Linked DNA regions of Danio rerio: region 2 is linked to region 1. The links are chromatin contacts, called in public Micro-C maps. All regions are on one chromosome and are shown on one strand. The core of a region is the stretch at or near the end of the contact, and the rest is flanking DNA. Distances in the headings are between cores, read along the strand shown. Region 1 holds the start of patj (PATJ crumbs cell polarity complex component). Region 2 holds the start of nfia (nuclear factor I/A).

Evidence for each region. Hi-C and Micro-C count contacts between places; a contact is called where the count stands out from the background.
Region 2: a Micro-C map of caudal fin shows a contact between it and region 1, with 3 times the contacts expected there. The contact joins the promoter of nfia here to the promoter of patj in region 1. A contact is called at or near these places in 1 of 18 Hi-C or Micro-C datasets (caudal fin) and 2 of 4 datasets of contacts at active chromatin or transcription factors (embryo and gastrula embryo).

What each region holds. Positions count from the first base shown.
Region 1 is chr22:16,449,601-16,454,197 of GRCz12tu, reverse strand. patj (PATJ crumbs cell polarity complex component) reads left to right here and starts at 3,078. Exons shown (of 44, transcript NM_001127185.1): 1 at 3,078-3,099; 2 at 3,197-3,375. The coding sequence starts at 3,078.
Region 2 is chr22:16,685,263-16,689,338 of GRCz12tu, reverse strand. It overlaps nfia (nuclear factor I/A), which reads left to right and starts at 2,444. Exons shown (of 11, transcript NM_001079962.1): 1 at 2,444-2,699. The coding sequence starts at 2,673.

The DNA of each region.
Region 1 (4,597 bases), core at 1,829-4,328:
TAAAACCATTATTTATCGTCTTATTCATGCTGTCAGGAAGTTTTTACAGAACTGATTTCAGTGTTTTATGCTTATGCACCTGTTTGATTGCGTTTGTGTAATTTATTTATTATGACTTTATATTAAAAATGCTTTAATTCAACATTAGAAATGTTTTTAGCATTCGCTTACGTCACGATGTCTCTGTTATCTTGTGTTTTACCCCAGATAAAGTTGACGGAAACTGGAATGACGCGTACTTCCTGGTTTCAGGTGAGGCTCGCGCAGGTGTAAACAGACAAAAACTGCGCTCAATCACAGCTATAAACAACACTTCAGATGCTCAACTGGGTTTTATGAAGGATTCAGAGGCGACTGGGTGTTGTTTTCATCCTTAAGAGGAAGTGTATGGACATTAATATTGTAGGTAAGTAAAGTGAATGTTCTCTCTTTTGTTTTGGCTGCTCACGTGAACAGAAACTGCTACTTCATATTATAAAAGCTCTTCCATGTCGGTTCTGGAAATTGTTAATTGACTTTAAAGGGGTAGTTCACCCAAAAATGAGAAGTCTGTCATTACTTACTCACTTTACTCTACTCCAAAACTGTGTTTAACAGGTTAAAGAAACTCAAACAAAGGAAGATATTGAGAATGCTGAGGGAATTCTTTAGTGTTTTTTGTTATTGCTATGAATTCTAAATGCTGCTTTTTACAAACATTATTCAGATCATTTTGTATTGTGTTCAACAGAAGAAAGAACCAATGAAAGTTTAAAACCAATTGAATGTGAGACAGGGGCGGACTGGGACTAAAAATCAGCCCTGGCACTGTAGCCACACCAGCCCACATTACCACACCAACACAGCCCCACCCACGGACACGCACATTCACTACTTATATTGGTGTACAGATGGTAAAATTATATAAGCTGTAACATATTTAAGATATATTTAAACATTTAATGTATGTGACTAAAACAAAAACAACCCATTTATATATGCAATCATGTCATTCATTTTTTTCGGCTTAGTCCCTTTATTTATCTTAGAACCACCAACTTATCCAGCATATGTTTTACACAGCGGATGCCCTCAAAGCTGCAACCCAGTACTGGGTTACCCAACTCCCAATCGGACTTGACTGCCTTTCCCTTTTTATGGTCCATCTCTATCAATTTGTTGCACTTACTGTGTGTTTGACATCCTTGCTAGATTTTGATTACGTCTGCATAACTTCTGATTGGGTCAGCCCATCTCGAAACCAGCCGGTTGTTGATGATTGGGCGAATGCTTAACATTGATTAATATTCTTACTATTATCCTCATCATCATCATAATATTTACATCTTGCAAGAGATAAAAGCTGCTTACATGTGAAAAAGCAATACATACTGTATTAAAAAATAAATAAAAAAATAGCCGTTTATAAAATGGTCCGGCCCTTCTGTCATTTGCCAGAATTGCCAGATGGCCAGTCCGCCCCTGATGTGAGAAAATGTTGAGGAAACTGCACTGTACCTTTTAAGATTAATAAAATGCTTTGCACTTTATTTTATCATATTATTATAAATGTGATGTCAGTGTAAATATAGTAAAACTGTGTTTAATCATGATCTTTGGGGGAAACATTGATGATTTATCAGTTTTTACCAATTCAGGGTTTAAATTATAACAGATACTGAAAAATGTTATCATGCTATCTTAATTATTTGTGTATTCATATTTGTTATTGCTATGGATTCTAAGGGCCACTTTTACAAACATTTTTCAGAACGTTTTGTGTTCAACAGAAGAAAGAAGTTTAGAACCACTTGAGTGTGAGTAAATGGTGAGGAAATGTTCAATTTTGGGCAAACTGTACCTTTAAGATTAATAAAATGCTTTGCGGATTTTTATTTATTTGTATTTTTTTTATTTATTATTATTTTTTTTAATCATATTATAAACATGAGATGTCAGCGCAAATGTAGTAAAACTAAGATGAATCATAATCTTTGGGGGAAACATTGATGATGTACCCTTGGTAGTGGAAATGCAAGCCTGATAAAGGTGACCCATACCGACCCAAACCGTACCATACTGTAGCAGTCAGTGGAAACGAGCCATTAGTGTAGTGGACATGTTATGGGCAGATGCAGCTTTACAGAAAATAATTTGACACGGGTATAAAAATTGGTAAGAAAAATAACAAATAATGCAATTTGGAAAAATTTGAGTGCATATTTGGTGCATAAGTACACACCTATAAATCCACTATTTCTTTACTAAAAGGAAAGAAGCCTATGAACTGCTCTTTATTGCAAGTATATTTCAAGAAGTTATATTATAAACTATTTAAACATCTGCAATCGGTTCATGAAATCGGCCAGATTGATAAGTAACGATTGAGTCATTAAATGTGATTATCGTTCGATACCGGTATTCGGCCGATCAATTGGAGCTTCCCTAGTTATTACCAATTCAGGGTTTTAATTATTACAGAAACTGAAAAATGTTACCATGTCATCTTAATTAATATGCATGTTGTAGTTTTATGTATATTTAGTCTCTTTTCTAATCTTTTTATTACTTTATTTTTGTCTACATAAATATTTTAAAACTGTAAATAACTTATTTTAAGTATATAAAATTATTATTATTATAAATATGCTTCGTTTGTATATCTTGGTCTTTAACAAATTAAGTCTGAATGAATGTATTTGGTGCAACTTAATAATCAAAAATTATATTAGCCAACAATATTGCAAATAATAATAACAATAATGACTGCATAAAAAAGTGTGTTTATTATTGATGTTATTAATGATAATAATAATAAAACAAATATGTTATTATTTGTCCGAACTAAAAATAAAATGTAAGAGAAACTGAATTTTGAAAATCTATGTTACTTATTGATTATGTTATTGACACTGCACTTGAATATATATTCAGCCTTTATTTTCCAAAGCAAATTAGTAGCCTAATTAATATTGGCATTTCGTTTTTCGTTGATGTTGTCTAAATTTATAATCAAATTGCCACCCAAAAATGTTCATAAATCCATTTCTATTCTCTTTCACAGATAACCCTCCTACTAAATTGTCAAGAGAACCACGATGTATGAGAACGTACCAACAGGTATCGTTAAATGAAGTGATTTTCTTTTTAACTAATGTGACGTGTTTGATGGGTTTTTGCATGGCTCATGTGTTGCTGTTGGTGTGTGTGTTGTCAGTGTCTGCTTCGGAGCGGCAGCAGGTGCTCCAGGCTCTGGAAAGGCTGCAGTCGAAGCTGGTTCAGAGGGAAGAGTGGACTCACAGCGACAGACTCGGCACACTGAAAGAAGCCCTGCAGAGCCCTCTGTTCAGCCACATCCTCACCCTGCAGCACTCCGTCAAGCAGCTCAAAGACCAGGTGATGCTTACACTACATCTTACAGATTGGGCATTGTGTTCAACAGAAATAACTCTGATTAGTGGGAAGTGGATGTTTTTAACATTTCAGTACAAATTGGTATCAAAATTCCAGTATCATTACCAGTGTGTTGGGTAGCGCATTAATAATGATACTTCTCTAAGTAATGAGTAAAGTAAAAAAAAATCCTTTTAAAAATAATAATAATTTGTTATTACTTTAATTAATTAGCTTTAAAAAAATAAATTGCTGAATTAAAATTAAAGTACTCACAATGAATCACAGTCAATCAGAGAATGTGTTCATTATATCGAACGCATCGTAGAAAAGGAAAAGGGGATTGTCTCAATGGGCAGTGATTTTACTTAAGGCAAATAGTACAAAAGTAGCAAACACATTGTTTTAAACTTTAAATAATCTTTATATATGGCATGTAGAGCTCTGGGGTCAGGAATTTCTCAGATAACATTATCTTAAAAGATTATTTTTTGATGGGTTTTTAAATAAATGAAGGTTGTACATTGTGCTAATTGCAGCACCACTATATTAAAAAAGAAAGAGAAAAAAAAGCCTCAGCCAGGTAATAAAATGTGCCGTAACGCATTACTTACTATAAAAAGTAACTAAGTAATCACAAGAAGTAAATTTTTTGGGAGTAACTCAATATTGTAATATATTACTTTCTATAAAGTAACTTTCCCTAACATTGGTTGTTACAACACTTTAACAGACTTGTTACAGCTATTTAAATTTTTACGAGAGCACTTGAAAATGATCACTTTCTCTAGATTTTCAGTGCATGTGTTTTTAGTAAAACTATTTTTCTTTGTTTTAATTCTGTTAAGTAGTTTTGTCGTGATTCAGGAATTTCCGACTTTGATACAGTAGCTTAAAAATATTGATATTCGAAACCATTTTTAATACAGTGAGGAAAACATTACACAACATTAAGAGTAAAGACTAAAATTAACACTCGCCAATGCCGAATGTGAGTAAAACTAAGTGTTGCAAGTATTTATAGCAGTGTCAGTCGCTGTATGTGTATATATATATTTTTTTAATTGCAAAACTACATATTGCGATGTCATTTAGCGCATAAAATGACAATTTGTCAAAATGACAAAAGAAAATACCATGTTTTCCGACATGTTATATTTCCTTTTACATTACTAATGTTTTAACTTTATTTTAAATCGATATTGAAAATGAATGAAAACATTTG
Region 2 (4,076 bases), core at 1,195-3,694, 240 kb before region 1:
TGTGAGTTGCGAGCATAATTAATATGCAGTTTCCTATCATTTCCATCATACATAGTGCTGTGTTAATCAACACCTATGTTGCATTGAATAAAACGCACCTTGGTGTTTGCATTGCACTTTATTGCTCACTGAAATCTTCATGCACACCAGACACTTTATGAAATAGTGATTTTTAGTTCTTCCTAATGTGAATAAATATGAAAACAACGTGTCTGAGCTGAAATGTATATAGGCAAGTGACTTGTTTTCTAGGGGGCGCCCGATTGACTTTCGAGAGCAGTTGGTTAATAATAAAACGCAGATGAGTGCCAACCAAACTAATTACAGCACTAGGTTTGCTTATTAATGATGTTTGCACGTTCGGTACACGTGAGTAGAAACATAACATTTCATTGACAGAAGCTTTTACATCCATTAGTGTCCATACCTGGTTTTTATTAAATCAAGGTATTCAGATGGGGTGGATTTCTGATATACAAACAGATGATTTTTATTTTGTGCGTGTAACATGTAGCTACCATTGGCCCTGAAATGTAATATAAAATATTAATAGGCATATGCTCTTAAGGAACACACCAGTCGCACATTCCAGACGGGTCAAACGTGTAATATGATAACACATTGGTGGTTGCAACAATATACTTAAAAGAACATAAAACAGTTTTGATCACGTTCATGTTTAAATATTGCATATGATATTCTTGATATAGATTTGGCCTTTGAGTAGGCCTATGCTAAATTAATTTATTGTTGTGTTAATAATGGAAACAACAGTTTGGACGTTATGACATTTGTTGTTGCGCACATTTTATTTTTACTGAACCATAAACATTACGCAACCGGTTTGGTCACATTGCACAATCAATACATTAGGCTAACATTGCGAACAGTATGATTCACAAGTGAATGACTCTTTTGAGTCGATTCTTTTTATTGAATCAACTTCATTCAGCACGACCAGACTTGTTCGACTCCCGAACGAATGATTCATTTACACGTGGGACTTTAAATTAGTTACTAGTAAACTGTTTATTTGCTGACATATAAGCTGTTTGCATATACGCATCATTTACTGTTTATTTATTTTTTTAATAAAATGTTATCTCAATTGGTTTAGTGCATGTTATATGTGCACAGGGGAGCTACTTTGTGGTCTTCTTTTAAGTAGATAAGCAATTCAAAATCACTATTGCAGAATAAACAGAATAAATACATAGAGCGCGATTTCGAGTGAATGACTCTTGAGTCGATTCTGTTTAGTGAATCAACTTCATTCTGTTCGACTCTATGAACTGTTGACTCTTTTTAAATGATTCCTCTAGTGAGCCATATACAGTTATGAAAAATATTATTCTCTAAAGTTACTTTGGTCACATTCGAAATGAAGTGAGTACGTTGTTTGTGTTGCTTTGTATCTAAAGCTCGGATAAATCCAGATACTGATTTGACTGCTTGAAATCCAACGTGTATTTAAAGATATGCATCAATCAGTGTTTTTATGATATGCAATCACATCAGTATTTATTAAACGAGTGGAAGGGTTATTATTTGACAACTTTTATACGTTATATGCTAACACGCATTTTGCATTAAATGCATTGCTGGTTTGGAGTGATTTTATATAGTTTGACTTGTTTTTTAAACGTTTCTTTCCTAAAAGTCCACATTCAGTTATTAGTCTATAATAAAGCGCATGAAAAGTGTGTGCGTAAATCAAACGCACTCTTTGTGCATTACAGCACTTCATGAATACGAAGTGCAGCGGCATTGGGAGTGCATATTTCCCCTGTCCCGCATGTGTGTGGCTCTCGTGCCGATATTGAGGGCGCTGTGCTGATGGAAGAGCCCAAGAGTTTGGACGGCAAAAGTGAACGGGAGCTTCGTCTCAGCGGACTCGAATCGTGCGCTTCACTTTTTTCCTCCCTCTCTCTCTCTTTCTCTCTCGTTCTCTCTCTCTCAGGTCGAAACTAACCGCGACACAAGTGGCAGCTTTTGCAACAGGGGGTTTTAAGGATATTACAATCTTCCTAAGCATGCCGAGCCCTCCTCGCTGCTCGTAAATCCGCCTCAGTTTTGCTTCGCACCGCCACATGCCTCACGGCGGATGCAAGCGAGCGCGCGACGCGGCGCAATAAGAGACAGCGAAGAATGAATCAAACGCGACTTTTCTAACGCATCCGGACGACTTTTTGCTTATCCTTTTTGTTCTTTTTCTATTCAAATGACCGCAAGATGAAATAATCGCTCTTCCCGGCGGGTTCACCACCACCAGTTTGACTCATGGCTCTGTGAAATCTCCGCGTACTTCCATCCATCCGTCGTCGGGACTTTTCTCTAGGCTGCAGTTGATGATAATGCCGAAAGTTTGGATATACGGCTTTAACAGTACAGTACAGTAGATGTGTGTAACTCGAGGCGGGGTTAAAGTTCAGCTCTATGGAGCGCTGAAGCGTCGCGCGCACTTCGCAGAGTTGGAAATGTGAAAGCAAGAAGCAAGGCTTTATTTTCCCTCTCTCCCTTCTTCTCTGTCTCTCTTTTTTTCTCTTTTCATACACACACATATACATACACACCCCATACATTCACACATACACACACCCTCACCCACACGCACACTCACGCGCGCACACACAACATATACATCGCCAATTCAAGAGTTAAAACCGACAGATATGTATTCTCCGCTATGCCTAACACAGGTAAGTGACATTTTCGTCTGTTATTAACTCTGTTTGTTGCTTTTCAGCGGTGTCTTTTGCCGGGACGGCACGGATAGAGACTAACCTTTGCTTAAGACAAGTAACTTAGTGTGCACTAAGGCATTTCTGCGTTGACAGAGCCAAGTTAACTACCACATGGCGGATGGCGCCCACCTCTCGTACATATATGTTTTTATGCACATTTCTGTCGTTCTTTCTTTTTTTTCTACGTGCTTTTGCACGGAAAGCGAGGTGCTTATTTAGCAAGTTAAGCTTTAAATAGCGCTGTATGTGAACGTAAACGTTGCACTAAGCTTGCAGAGTCAACGGTGTGCACGTTGGATTTGGTTGCACTTTTAAAACATTGTTTTTAATTGTTGTTTGATTTACAACATACGAGTAAACTTATTGACTTGTTTTATGGTTGTTTAAAGATTACAAAGTTGCATTTGTGGGTTCACTTTGAGTTTCTTTAAAGCAGCAGAACTCAAAATAAAAAAGTATTTACGGTGGAAATCAATCTGTTTCCCTAGTTCATCCTAATAAGGACCTTATTTTAACATTTTATAAACGCATCTATTCATATATTTTAGCAGCTTTTTATTTTTGAATGAAGTTTCAATGCTGCTGTGCAGTTTTACATTATTAACTTTAGTTAGAACCAGCTGCAGGCAATAAAAATCTCTTATATGTGAGACTTTTTTTCACCGCATCAGAACAGTTTTTAAATTTTTTGCAAGCCTTACTGTCACTGCATTTCTGATATTTAGTAGCAGCTGTGTACAAAAAAAAAACCCTTCTGAGGGCTAAAATTCTCAAATGAACATTTTACTGGTAAAAACGAAGACCACTTAATGCAAGTTTGTAAATGCATGCAGCTTTATTTTTATTGCTTATTGTGCAATAAAAAGTAAAGCGGAATAAAGTTAGGACAGCAACCGAGAGGGTTAAAGGAGCTTTCAAAAGAAACCCATTCATTGTCTGAATCATGGTGGCAGGTGAAGTGAGGTGACAGTTCTGGAAAAGCTGTGTAGACTTGATGTGATTTTAAACTGTTTGGTTAAATGAGTTTTATTAAATGCACAAAACAAAAGGAGAAGGCCTCAGCATTGTGCTGCATGCAGGGACGTTCCTTTTACCGTGTTAGTTACAGTTTGTTTAGAGAGGATTCCTGTGGAAAAAAAAGAGACAAATTATGTGTATGGAGAAAGAAGAGCTGATAAAGTTCTCCAAGTGCTCTTTTTTATAGATCTGATTAGGCGAGTTTGCTTTAAGTTGTTTTATAGCTTGCATATTTCTGTTAGAAATGCTTGCATGATCTGTTACGGAAGGATTTGATAATTTACCAAACGCTGTAAATGTGTCATATAAGCACTG